Linked DNA regions of Mus musculus: region 1 is linked to region 2. Evidence: chromatin contacts called from public Hi-C data. All regions are on one chromosome and are shown on one strand. The core of a region is the stretch at or near the end of the contact, and the rest is flanking DNA. Distances in the headings are between cores, read along the strand shown. Region 1 overlaps Il1r2 (interleukin 1 receptor, type II). Region 2 has its middle 39 kb from the start of Rfx8.

Region 1 (5,032 bases), core at 2,315-4,814, 360 kb after region 2:
TACCTGGCCTACTCCTTCCATTTTCCCTGGAGGCCTTGCTCCCGAGGGCTCTGTTTTGTCAAGAACCTCTAGGACTCTATGTCTTTATGAGAAGATGGACCCCATCTCTCCTATTTTTCTATTTACAAAATTTCCTTTCCTGTAGTAAGTCCTAAATTGAAATAATTTTTAGATAAATTCCTCCAACATGGTCTCTTCCAGCCCTAGGTTTTCATGTCTTCCTGGCTGTTTAGTAGTGATTTTCTTTTCTTTTTTCTTTTTTTTAAAACAATTTTTCATTAGATATTTTCTTCATTTACAATTCAAATGCTATCCCAAACGTCCCTTATACCCTCCCTGACCCTTCTCCAACCCACCTACTCCCGATTCCTGGCCCTTATATTCCCCTAGTAGTGATTGTTCTTGATACTGCTCATAGTCAGAAGAAGGCAGTTAGATCTTAAGTATATTTGTACTTAAATGGTTTAAAATAACTTAATCTTTAAAAAAATGTATTCTTTTTTTTTTCTAAATGGAGCAGGGGGGCACACCCATGTCACCCTAGAAGCCAGGAGGCTTAGGCAGGAGAATCAAGAGTTTAAGTCTAGTGTGGGCTACATGACAAGATTCCACCCTAAGGGGGAAAAATTGGTCATTTCTCTAACAATACAGCTAAAAATGCGCCACAAAGACAAAATGGCCAAAGTAAGTATATGCCAGGGAATCTCTTGGGTTGTAGATTCCACATCGATTGACAACAACACTCAATGTTCAAGAGCGATGTTATTCTATAATGTAACTCTCAGATGCATCTCCCCTCTAGGGCGCCATACTCTTGGATAAAGGCAATAAGGAATTTCTGAGTGCAGGAGACCCCACACGCCTATTGATATCCAACACGTCCATGGACGATGCAGGCTATTACAGATGTGTTATGACATTTACCTACAATGGCCAGGAATACAACATCACTAGGAATATTGAACTCCGGGTCAAAGGTAAATACATACCACCGAGGTACCTGTCTTGCTTGGTTCTAGAAGCAGCTTGATAATAAATTCAGGATCACCTAAAAATCCTCGAATGTCTTTGGCATGAAGGAAAAAGAAAAACATGTTTATCAACTATTCTAGATGTTACTAAACCACGAACAAGATACTTTAAGACGTATAAGGCAGGGAGTTCTAAGAGAAGGAGAGTTAATTCTTGGTCAGGAAAGGGATGAAAGCAGGTATTTGAAGGTTGCAATGCTAAAACTCACCACTAGAGGGGGTACAAACTAAGGCGTCCTGGGAAATGGAAGGTTCATGAGCTCTGAGCTGGTACGGACACTCTTGTCAAGCCTTAAAATATACTTCGGAGGGACTGAGAGTTTACTGCAGTGGTTCTAAACCTGTGGCTCACGACCTGTTTGGGAGGTCACCTATCCTTCATGTCAGGTATTTCCTATATAATTCGTAACAGTAGTAATTTACAGTTATAAAGTAGCAACTAAATAACTTTATGGCTGACATAAAATGTCCACATGAGGACCTGTATTAAAGGGTCACAGCTTTAGGAAGGGTGAGAACCACCATTTTACTAGGTTTTTGACCAGAGCGCTGAGCAGAGTGCCAATTGTGGCTCTTTGTACAGGCTGACTACTACCTGCCTGAGAGTTTGACAACAGAAACCTTCAAAATCTTGATTTTTTTCCAAGAATTGGCATATTTTCACCAGCATAATGAAATCTTGGATATAGGCACAAGTTTAAACATGAAATTAGTGTATGCTTCATATATATTTTTTACACATAACCCAAAGATAGTTTGATGTGATATTTTGTTTACATCTTTTTTTGAGACGGGGTCTTGGGCTATACTTGGTCCAGTGGCTATAAGCTGGCTTCTAACTAGAGAACGTACTGTAGCTCTTCCATGCAGAGGTAACTCATGACTGCCACCAGGTCGACTATCACAGTATTTTAATTAATTCTGTGCATTCAAACAAAGTCTTACAGTATGGAATTTCCCACGCACAGCATTATATTGTTGCTTAACAAGTTTCAGGTCTTAGAGTAACTCAGATTTTGCAAACCCAGAGAAACGATGCTCGGCCTATGCCAGGACAGATTATACGTGAAAAGAACGTGATAGGCAGAGCTGGCCAGTATTGAACAGTCGTTTAATGTAGTCGTTTACCCCCAACTCTTACATGCTGGAGAGGAAGCGAGGTGAAGGGAAAATAGAATCAAATATGTGAGCCCCAGAGACTCATTCGTGTCACTATCCTGCCTGAACCGAAGCCTCTGGCCTATATTTGTTTTCCTGTCCTGTGAGAAGAGAACAGGCTCACATCTTCTTGCTCAGTTCAGGGTGGTGTCTGAGAACGGGCTTCACCACTCGTCTGTGTGATACTGCACAGAAACACTAGGGGGCGGCAGACCTGCGTATTGTACCGAGTTGTGAAACTAGGGCCACACAGTGGTTCTTAAATGGGGCTGCCCTGTCTGGCCTCAGTGGGAGAGGAAGCACCTAGCTTTGCAGAGACTTGAAGTGCCAGGGTGGGGTGGGGGTGGGGGATACCAAGGGGCGGGGCAGCACCTGCTCAGAGGAAAAGGGGCTGGGGGGAGGGGGAGGGGTTGTGGGAGGGGGTGACCGGGATCAGGGCAGTAAGTTCGATGTAAAGTGAGTAAGTAAAATAAAATAAAATAAAATCAATCAGTCAATAAATCAAATCAAATTTGATGAGTTGCACACGAGATAATTTAAAAAAAGTGGGTCCTGAACCAGACACAGTAGAGTTACCTGAGGATTCATCACACACACAATCCTAGTGCTCCTCACACAGGGAAGGAAGATCTGAGTGCTCCTCACATGCGCAGTCTGACTGTAGCGCCCCCCCCCCCGCCCCCCGCCCCCCCCACCCCCCGCCCTCAGACTCCAGTAGTACCTGCACAGGAGACTCTAAGGTCCTATGCAGATCTGATAAATAGGCGCTTGGGAGCTGAGGTGCTGTAATCTATATTTCCCAAGCACTTTACCTTCAAGGCCGTGGTGTAGGCACACCCTGGTCTCATCTGGTGCTTACATGGTAACTTAAGTGCTTGCTTTTTTAGTAGTAGAAACAAGAACAAGAAAAATGGGTCCAGTTGAGGGATGGCTCCCAACCCTCTTCTCACTCCCCAGCTGGCTCCTTTGCTCCACTTCAGGTGCCCAGTTTCTTCAAGCTGGTTCGAATCCTTTGGAGGTCCACTCCAACCTCCCTAAGGAGTTAATATGACATCAGTGACCAAGGTGTGTCACTGAATTTAGTTCCCAGTATGGGATTGGTCTTCCACACAGATGGCTCTCTAACCCACTTTCCGACCCCCCCCTTGCTCCCCCCCCCCCCCCCCCCCCCGCCTGCTCTTGAAGACATGGCTCTTTAATCTTGAGGGAGGGCAAAACATGCTGTGGAGACCATAAGTGTGCATTCAGGAAGCCCGGGAGAGGAATAGCTAATTGTTCAACGCAGAGCAGATAACGAAGACCATCTGCCAGAAGAATGTGTAACCATGGCCTCGTCCGGGAATGCCTCTGCCGGGAAAAGCATTGGCTTAAGATGCTCAGTTTCATGGAGAGGCCCATTTCCTTTGCCAGACAGAGGCGGAATCTCACAATGTCTGCTCCCATGGGGGCAGGGCCACTTAATTAGCTAAATAAGCAAATCTGAATCTGTACTGGAAACCAAGGCGACCTCCTCATGCAATCTCTTTTCCGTTCTATCTTCTCAGGAACAACCACGGAACCCATCCCTGTGATCATTTCTCCCCTGGAGACAATACCAGCATCATTGGGTAAGGATCTACAAGAATTGTGTGGCCCACGAACCCATGGTGGTGCCTGAAACCATCAGAGGGTTTGGGACCTGTGCCAGCTGACCACATTATGCTTTTGGGTGCACAGTGCCTGAGTGAGGCCCACGAACCACACTATGTAGGGGCCTGACATGACCACCGAAGGGACCTTTGTCTTCAAGTATTGTTTGGCAGTATTGCCATTCTTTGAGAGCAATGATACTTTATTTCCTGAAAGTTAGACCCACAAAAACCTAAATGTTACGGGGAAAATAATTTGGTAATAGTTATTAACTGTAGGAAGGGGGTCCACAGAGTTGGCTGGCACCTTTAGTACATTCAACTTAATTCTCGTTCTCAATATTTAGCAGCTACTCAGAATTCCTATAAGACTCTCTTTGTCAAACAGAGCCAGCAGCGACTGCAGATAGTTCCCCGTGATTAGAGTAGCTGGTATATTCACCAATGGTATGATGAAAAGGGGTTTCTGTTTTTACCCCTGCTGATGCAGGACGTCTGGCCAACAGACTTGTTGGATGGTCCGTAGTGGGTGTCCAGTGAAGGCACATTAGTGAACTGTAGCGATCCTTTCTGAAGCTCATGGGAGGGAAGGGCTGCCCATGTACTGAGCATCTACTCTGCCTGGTGGGTGTGCATTTCATGTCAACACTGACTCTCTCCGAAGGTCTTATTTCTACTGTTTACCACAAGAAAAGCCTCCAAGGAGTGATAGAGATATAGTGTACTTCAGAAACTCGGGGCTGGGGTCAAGTTTGGCTGTAGATTTTGGTCTGTGTGCCCGGGAAACTGATGTGGACATACCTTCTCATATGCTTGTTTCTAATGATGCAGGTTTTAGAGTTCTTATGCTCATTCATCAAGTTCTGGCTTCAGAGTCCGTTTTAGTTTTTTATTTTAAAAGATTTATTTTTTTTATTAGGTATTTTCCTCATTTACATTTCCCAATGCTATACCAAAAGTCCCCATACCCACCCCCCACTCCTCTACCCACCCACTCCCCCCTTTTGGCCCTGGCGTTCCCCTGTACTGGGACATATAAAGTTTGCAAGTCCAATGGGCCTCTCTTTCCAGTGATGGCTGACTAGGCCATCTTTTGATACATACGCAGCTAGAGTCAAGAGCTCCGGGGTACTGGTTAGTTCATATTGTTGTTCCACCTATAGGGTTGCAGTTCCCTTTAGCTCCTTGGGTACTTTCTCTAGCTCCTCCATTGGG
Region 2 (5,383 bases), core at 2,521-5,020:
TTTAAGTAACCCATCGAGTCCAATTTTCGCTACCCATATATGCATGGGTGGGGGGCTATATATTGGAACATGGTTAACCTTTCAGGGGTCCACAGCCTAAAAATAACCTCCTTCTCCTAGCAGCCCAAAACGAACAATATCTCTTCAGCTGGGGTAGGGACTCCTTCCACCCCCATCCACGCTAAAATGTTGACCGACTTGATGTTGTGTGGGTCTCATAAAGGCAGCCATGACTGCTGGGAGTTCGTGAGAACAGCATAGGTTGACGCCTTTCCCTTATTGGCAGCCCTGCTCCTGGGCTTCAGTTCAGTACATTCCCGATGAGTTCCCCGGCTCACTGTCAATGTCTCCCAGCGGTGCCTTTGGGATTCCGGAGGTATTGAGATTGTACAGCAGGGGAGGTTTTCTTTAGATGGATGCTTCAAACATGTCTGTCTGTATGTCCCCACCAGAGTTCTTTCACTCGGAGACAGTGTGTGGCGATCAGTGACCTCGGTACCTCTCAGGGTCTTCGGCCTATGATCTGGGTCTAAGACATGCTTCTTGGCTGGCCAATGAACCTGCTGAGTTAAGAGGGTGTTTGGGAATTCTCTGGAAATCTTGTTTAACCATGTGACTCTGATCTCCCGGGATGATGAGCCGGTCCTTCCTTTGGCAGGAAGTGGCGGTTGGCTTCCACAGTCAGGAATTCTTCCCCTTGTGACTGTGAGTGTATTGTCATAGAAGGAGCGAGCAGAGCTGAGAGTCTGAGAGGTCTGTTCAGGTCCATGTGGCTGACACACGAGTCCAAGTTCAAATGCATCATTGATTTAAAGATAGTCTGGTAGTTTTTTGTTTTGTTTTTTAAATTTAAATTATTTATTATATGTAAATAACCTGTAGCTGTCTTCAGACACTCCAGAAGAGGGCATCAGATCTCTTTACGGATGGTTGTGAGCCACCATGTGGTTGCTGGGATTTGAGCTCCAGACCTTCAGAAGAGCAGTCAGTGCTCTTAATCGCTGAGCCATCTCACCAGCCTAGTCTAATAGTTTTAAAAAATCATCCTTGAATATTTTAGTCTCTGTCCGTCTGGTAGATGGTAGGAATGTCCTTTTCTGTGCCCATGGTAGTCAGGCATGGCTGCAAAGTTCGCTGGGGCTGTTGAAACTTGAGCAGAAGTTGTGGGAATCTGTGTAGTTTTCCATGTTGTCTCCTCCCTGTGTCACTGTGACCATGGTGGTTTGGGCTAGGAGGCTCATCTACTTAGGTTCCTACCTCATGGTAGAAATTCCCCCCTCACACGAACTGAACACATAGCACCAGGAAGACGGAAACAATTCCTGTATCAAGTCACCAAGGCCTGGGGGGTAGCATTTTCCTGACACAGGGCCTTTCCTTTTCTGACTGACACAGAGAACCTGAGGCAGGTGAGAGGCCAGATGGGAGGGAGTCCAAGGCCCACAGCAGACTTGGTACTTTTGAGTGTTCAGGATAAAGTGGGTCACCACAGCCAGAGTGACCCCCAGCTAGGATGGTTTTGTGGTGTGTGCTGACTGTTAGTCACAAGTGGCAGGGAAGGGGAAGACAGAAAAAAAAATTGCAAGAAGGAATGTTTGCTGTGCCTGAGCAGCTTGACCTCAGAGACAGCTCAGTCCCCTCCCAGAATGGGTTGGCTCTCAGCAAAGTTGCTATAACCCAGACTTTGCTGTGTGGGGTTCAGCTGTAAGTTACCTCTGAGCACACATGTTGAAAGGCGAAGGCTCTGAAGCCACTCACACAGGATGGAGTTTCTTTGGGGACGGTGCTCATTTGTACCTTCCTTCTACAACTATCTGCATTCCTGGGTGCTGAGTCTACCAACAGTGAGCACCCGTGTCTCCTGGGCAGTGTGAGTGGCACATGGCCAGATAGCTGGCAGTCCTGTACAATGGGGGTTGTTAAATGCACGCTGTCAGGAAGAAGGGCACATCACTGGTCCAGGAACTCTAAACAGAATGAAGCTGCTAGTCACTGAACCAGGCCTTAAGGGCCTGCTTCTGCATTTAAACATCCCCCCCGCCCCCCCCCCCCCCACTACAGATAAGCACACGCCTTCCTTTCAAGGCTGGCAAGCACAGAGAAATACCGAGTTGCCTGAAGATCTGAACACAACATGAAAAGTTCTCAGAGTTCAGGGGCTTGGAACAGAGTGTTCGTGGAGCAAGTCTTATGATTCACAGCCCCTGGGTTCACCCTGTGGTCAAGTCAAAAAAAAAAAAAAAATACTACTAGGGAGCCAGGTATCTGGAGTGAATTAAGTCTCCCTTCCTTTCCCTGTCTCCCTTCTTCTTACTCGCTCTCTCTCCTCTCCTCTCTGTCCTTCTAATTATGAGGAATACAACTAGAACTGGTCTTAACCATCAAACATCCACGTCTGGATTTTCCACACAGACAGTTTCGACAACTATGGAACAAACATCTCTGGAAAGGACTTCAGGACTGGAGATGCAGGAATCTCCTCTTGCCCTGCTTCCCCAGGGCATGGTGTTCCCAGGTACCAAGAATCTAAGGCATCTAGGGATGTATGAAGCATCAGAAGGATGCAGGCTGGTTCTATGCAAACATGATGCTATGCTCTCTAAGGGACCCTGTAAAGGAACAGGGGTCCTGGCTGTGAGGGCCTCCCTGCAGACTCAGAGAGAAGACTGTTACGACAGAGGCGTCCTTAGGGATAACGGTGAGGGCTCCATCTGAAGTTCATGCTGCTCATTCCTCAAAGCTCCCACCGAAAAAATGCTCTCATCTTCTAAGTCTGCCTCAGAGTCCACCTCCAGGAACTAAATCACACACTGGCAGCTGCTCAGGAGTGGACCACACATGTGCACAGAAAACACACACTTCTTGTTTATTCCATATTTGTTTCATTGTTAGTTCCACTTTATATATCTGCTATATATGGCACTACATTAGATTGAATATTATATAATTACATGTCACATACACATTACATACCGGCAGTTTCATACAGTATACATTCCTTTTCTTTTTTCTTTTTTTTCTTTTCTTTTCTTTTTTTTTTTTTTTTTTTTGGTTTTTCAAGACAGGGTTTCTCTGTATAGCCCTGGTTGTCCTGGAACTCACTCTGTAGACCCGGCTGGCCTCGAACTCAGAAATCTGCCTGCTTCTGCCTCCCCAGTGCTGGGATTAAAGGTGTGCGCCACCACTGCCCGGCCAGTGTATATTTCTTAAAGTGTTTTTTTTTTTTTTTTTTTAACTGCCTAAGCGTGTTTTGTTTTGTTTAAATATAAGGAATAGTGGGTGTGGAAAGCCAAATCCTACTGATCTCGTGAAAACATCCCTGATTTTATATTTCTCATGCCCTTGCGACCTCAGATTCCACCTACCTGAGCCACGCCCAGGTCTTCCTGGCAAAATCTCTTCCCTCCAGAATCTGACTCAGTCTTTCTGCCTGGCACACTGGGGCCGCAGCTAACAGACGTCGGATGAATAACATCCTGTAATGTGGGGCCCTCGCTGAGGAGAGGTGGGGGGCAGGGCGAGGTTCTGGGCCAGAATTCATGCTAAGTCAAAGTTAAGGCCCCAACTCCCAGCAGCTTAGTAACCGCACGACTGGCTTCATTCGTGCCGGTTCCCACACACCCACGCCAGGAAGAGGGAAGGGATAGCCTGTCCCCAGGAGTAGGGGCAACTGCAGCTCTTCCTCCAGTGAGAACTCCAGTCTCTGAGCTGGGCTCCATCCTTCTGCACTGGGAAATGGTTTTCTTGACTCCCCCTGGGCACTTTTCCCAGGAGGATCCACTAGATGGCCTGCGTTGAACACCACCTTTCCGGGAGCGTGCCTGAAGGGGGAAGGACTGCTTCTTAGCCTTCCTGCTTAGCTATTTTCTTCTTCTTCACAATTTGTCCAGGTAAATCTCCTGCAGTGTAACCATACTAACCCCTCAACAAACTTCACGTTAGACAATAGGAACGAGCTGAGGGGTGAGTGTTGAGACTCTTTAGTGGAAGAGCTCTCTGACTGGAAACACAGCAAATCAAGCGATTTCTGAGTCACAGCACGGACAGTACTGCAGAGAAAGAAGTAGTAAATTAAGGCCTGCTACACAAGCTAGTTTGAATAAAGAGAAACGACAAGACCTTGTACTGGTGGGGCCGGAGTAATTCAAGCTCCACGGCACTTTGGGGGTAGGCACGGGGCATCGCCACACATGTAGTTGTGGCTTTTGCCCTTAGTTGTAAAAGCCAAAGACAGTTTGAACTCTTTGACCGGGAAACTTCGAAGATTCCTAAAGCTAGAGAAAAGCAGTCAGTATGAAAAAAAAAAAAAGTTCGTCTCTGCTACTTGCAGTAAAGGAAACTTGGAAAGAAGCCCAGGGACTGACTGTAGGGAGCTGACTCAGCCAATGCGCAGCTGAGAAGATGGACCGCGTGGAGCGCCCCCGCCCCTGGATACAGGAAGTCCTGCTGAGTGGCTATTTTCTCTGGTTAAATGTAGATTTGCGAGTTTGGGGATGAAAGTAAGAGCAGACTGCTTGTGTCCGAGTAAACTCTTACACAGACAATGATTGTTACACCACACATGAAGAAAACCCAAACCAGCTTGTGCTGGATCCCCAAACCCAGCTCAGGAAGCTAAGGCAGAAAGGATCATGAGTTCTAAGCCAACCTGGGCTACTTGGAGAACATACACAAATTAAACTCAACAGCCACCGTCAGTTGGAGGAGCTGATTCTAGAGTCGATTTTCGGGAGCTGAGTGAGGGGCATTATAGTCGGTCTGGCTTTCTGTAACAAAATGCCACAGACTGGCAGAGTTCAGAAAAGCTTGGAGTTCCAGAGGCCATCAAGTATCATAGGAGTCGTCTAACAAGAGGATGGGTCAGAGCCCTCTTTTCTTCTCTTCCTGACTTCTCTGTGTCATCACCTCTGCTGGGCAAAGACTCTGTCAGGCAGAAACTGCTTGTTCTTGGGCTCCTCCTGAATGGTTGAGAAGGACATTCCTAAATTGATAAATTCTCTAGCCTCATGTACTCTGCCACAGCCTCACAAGACAGATGAAGAATCTATGCCATGAGAGATGAAGGTTTGACCTGCAGTGATGAAGAGAGGGATGCAAACATTCACTCCTTAAAAGAGACATTTCCATTGGCATGCTAGGTGGTCCCCCAAAAATACCCCGGTCAGAGAGAAACCCTAACCCACTTTCCCTGTGTCTCATCAGGAGTGGTTAAGGCTCTGATGGGGAAGGCTGAGCTCCCATAGACTAGCCTACACATGCTGGGGTAAATTACCGTCTGCTCATGCTAGCACTAACTGTCAGTCATGTGCTTTACATTTAGACACAGCATTTGAACCTAAAATCAGGCTGTTACAAGATTCTACACTGATCTGTCCTGTCTAAC

What was found. Hi-C and Micro-C count contacts between places; a contact is called where the count stands out from the background.
Region 1: a Hi-C map of uterus shows a contact between it and region 2. The contact joins two enhancer-like sites. A contact is called at or near these places in 2 of 484 Hi-C or Micro-C datasets (myocytes and uterus) and 1 of 115 datasets of contacts at active chromatin or transcription factors (pancreatic cancer cells).

What each region holds. Positions count from the first base shown.
Region 1 is chr1:40,114,222-40,119,253 of GRCm38.p6, forward strand. It overlaps Il1r2 (interleukin 1 receptor, type II), which reads left to right. Exons shown (of 9, transcript NM_010555.5): 5 at 803-977; 6 at 3,734-3,796. Among named protein-coding and RNA genes, the nearest start is that of Gm16894, 31 kb to the left of the region's middle. Within about 2 kb of position 3,565, at least 26 of the 459 cell types and tissues checked have an H3K27ac peak or open chromatin away from gene starts, as enhancers often do. A contact at or near this core is called in pancreatic cancer cells and uterus, where this site is marked.
Region 2 is chr1:39,757,796-39,763,178 of GRCm38.p6, forward strand. No RefSeq gene overlaps it. Among named protein-coding and RNA genes, the nearest start is that of Rfx8, 39 kb to the left of the region's middle. Within about 2 kb of position 3,771, at least 259 of the 459 cell types and tissues checked have an H3K27ac peak or open chromatin away from gene starts, as enhancers often do. A contact at or near this core is called in pancreatic cancer cells and uterus, where this site is marked.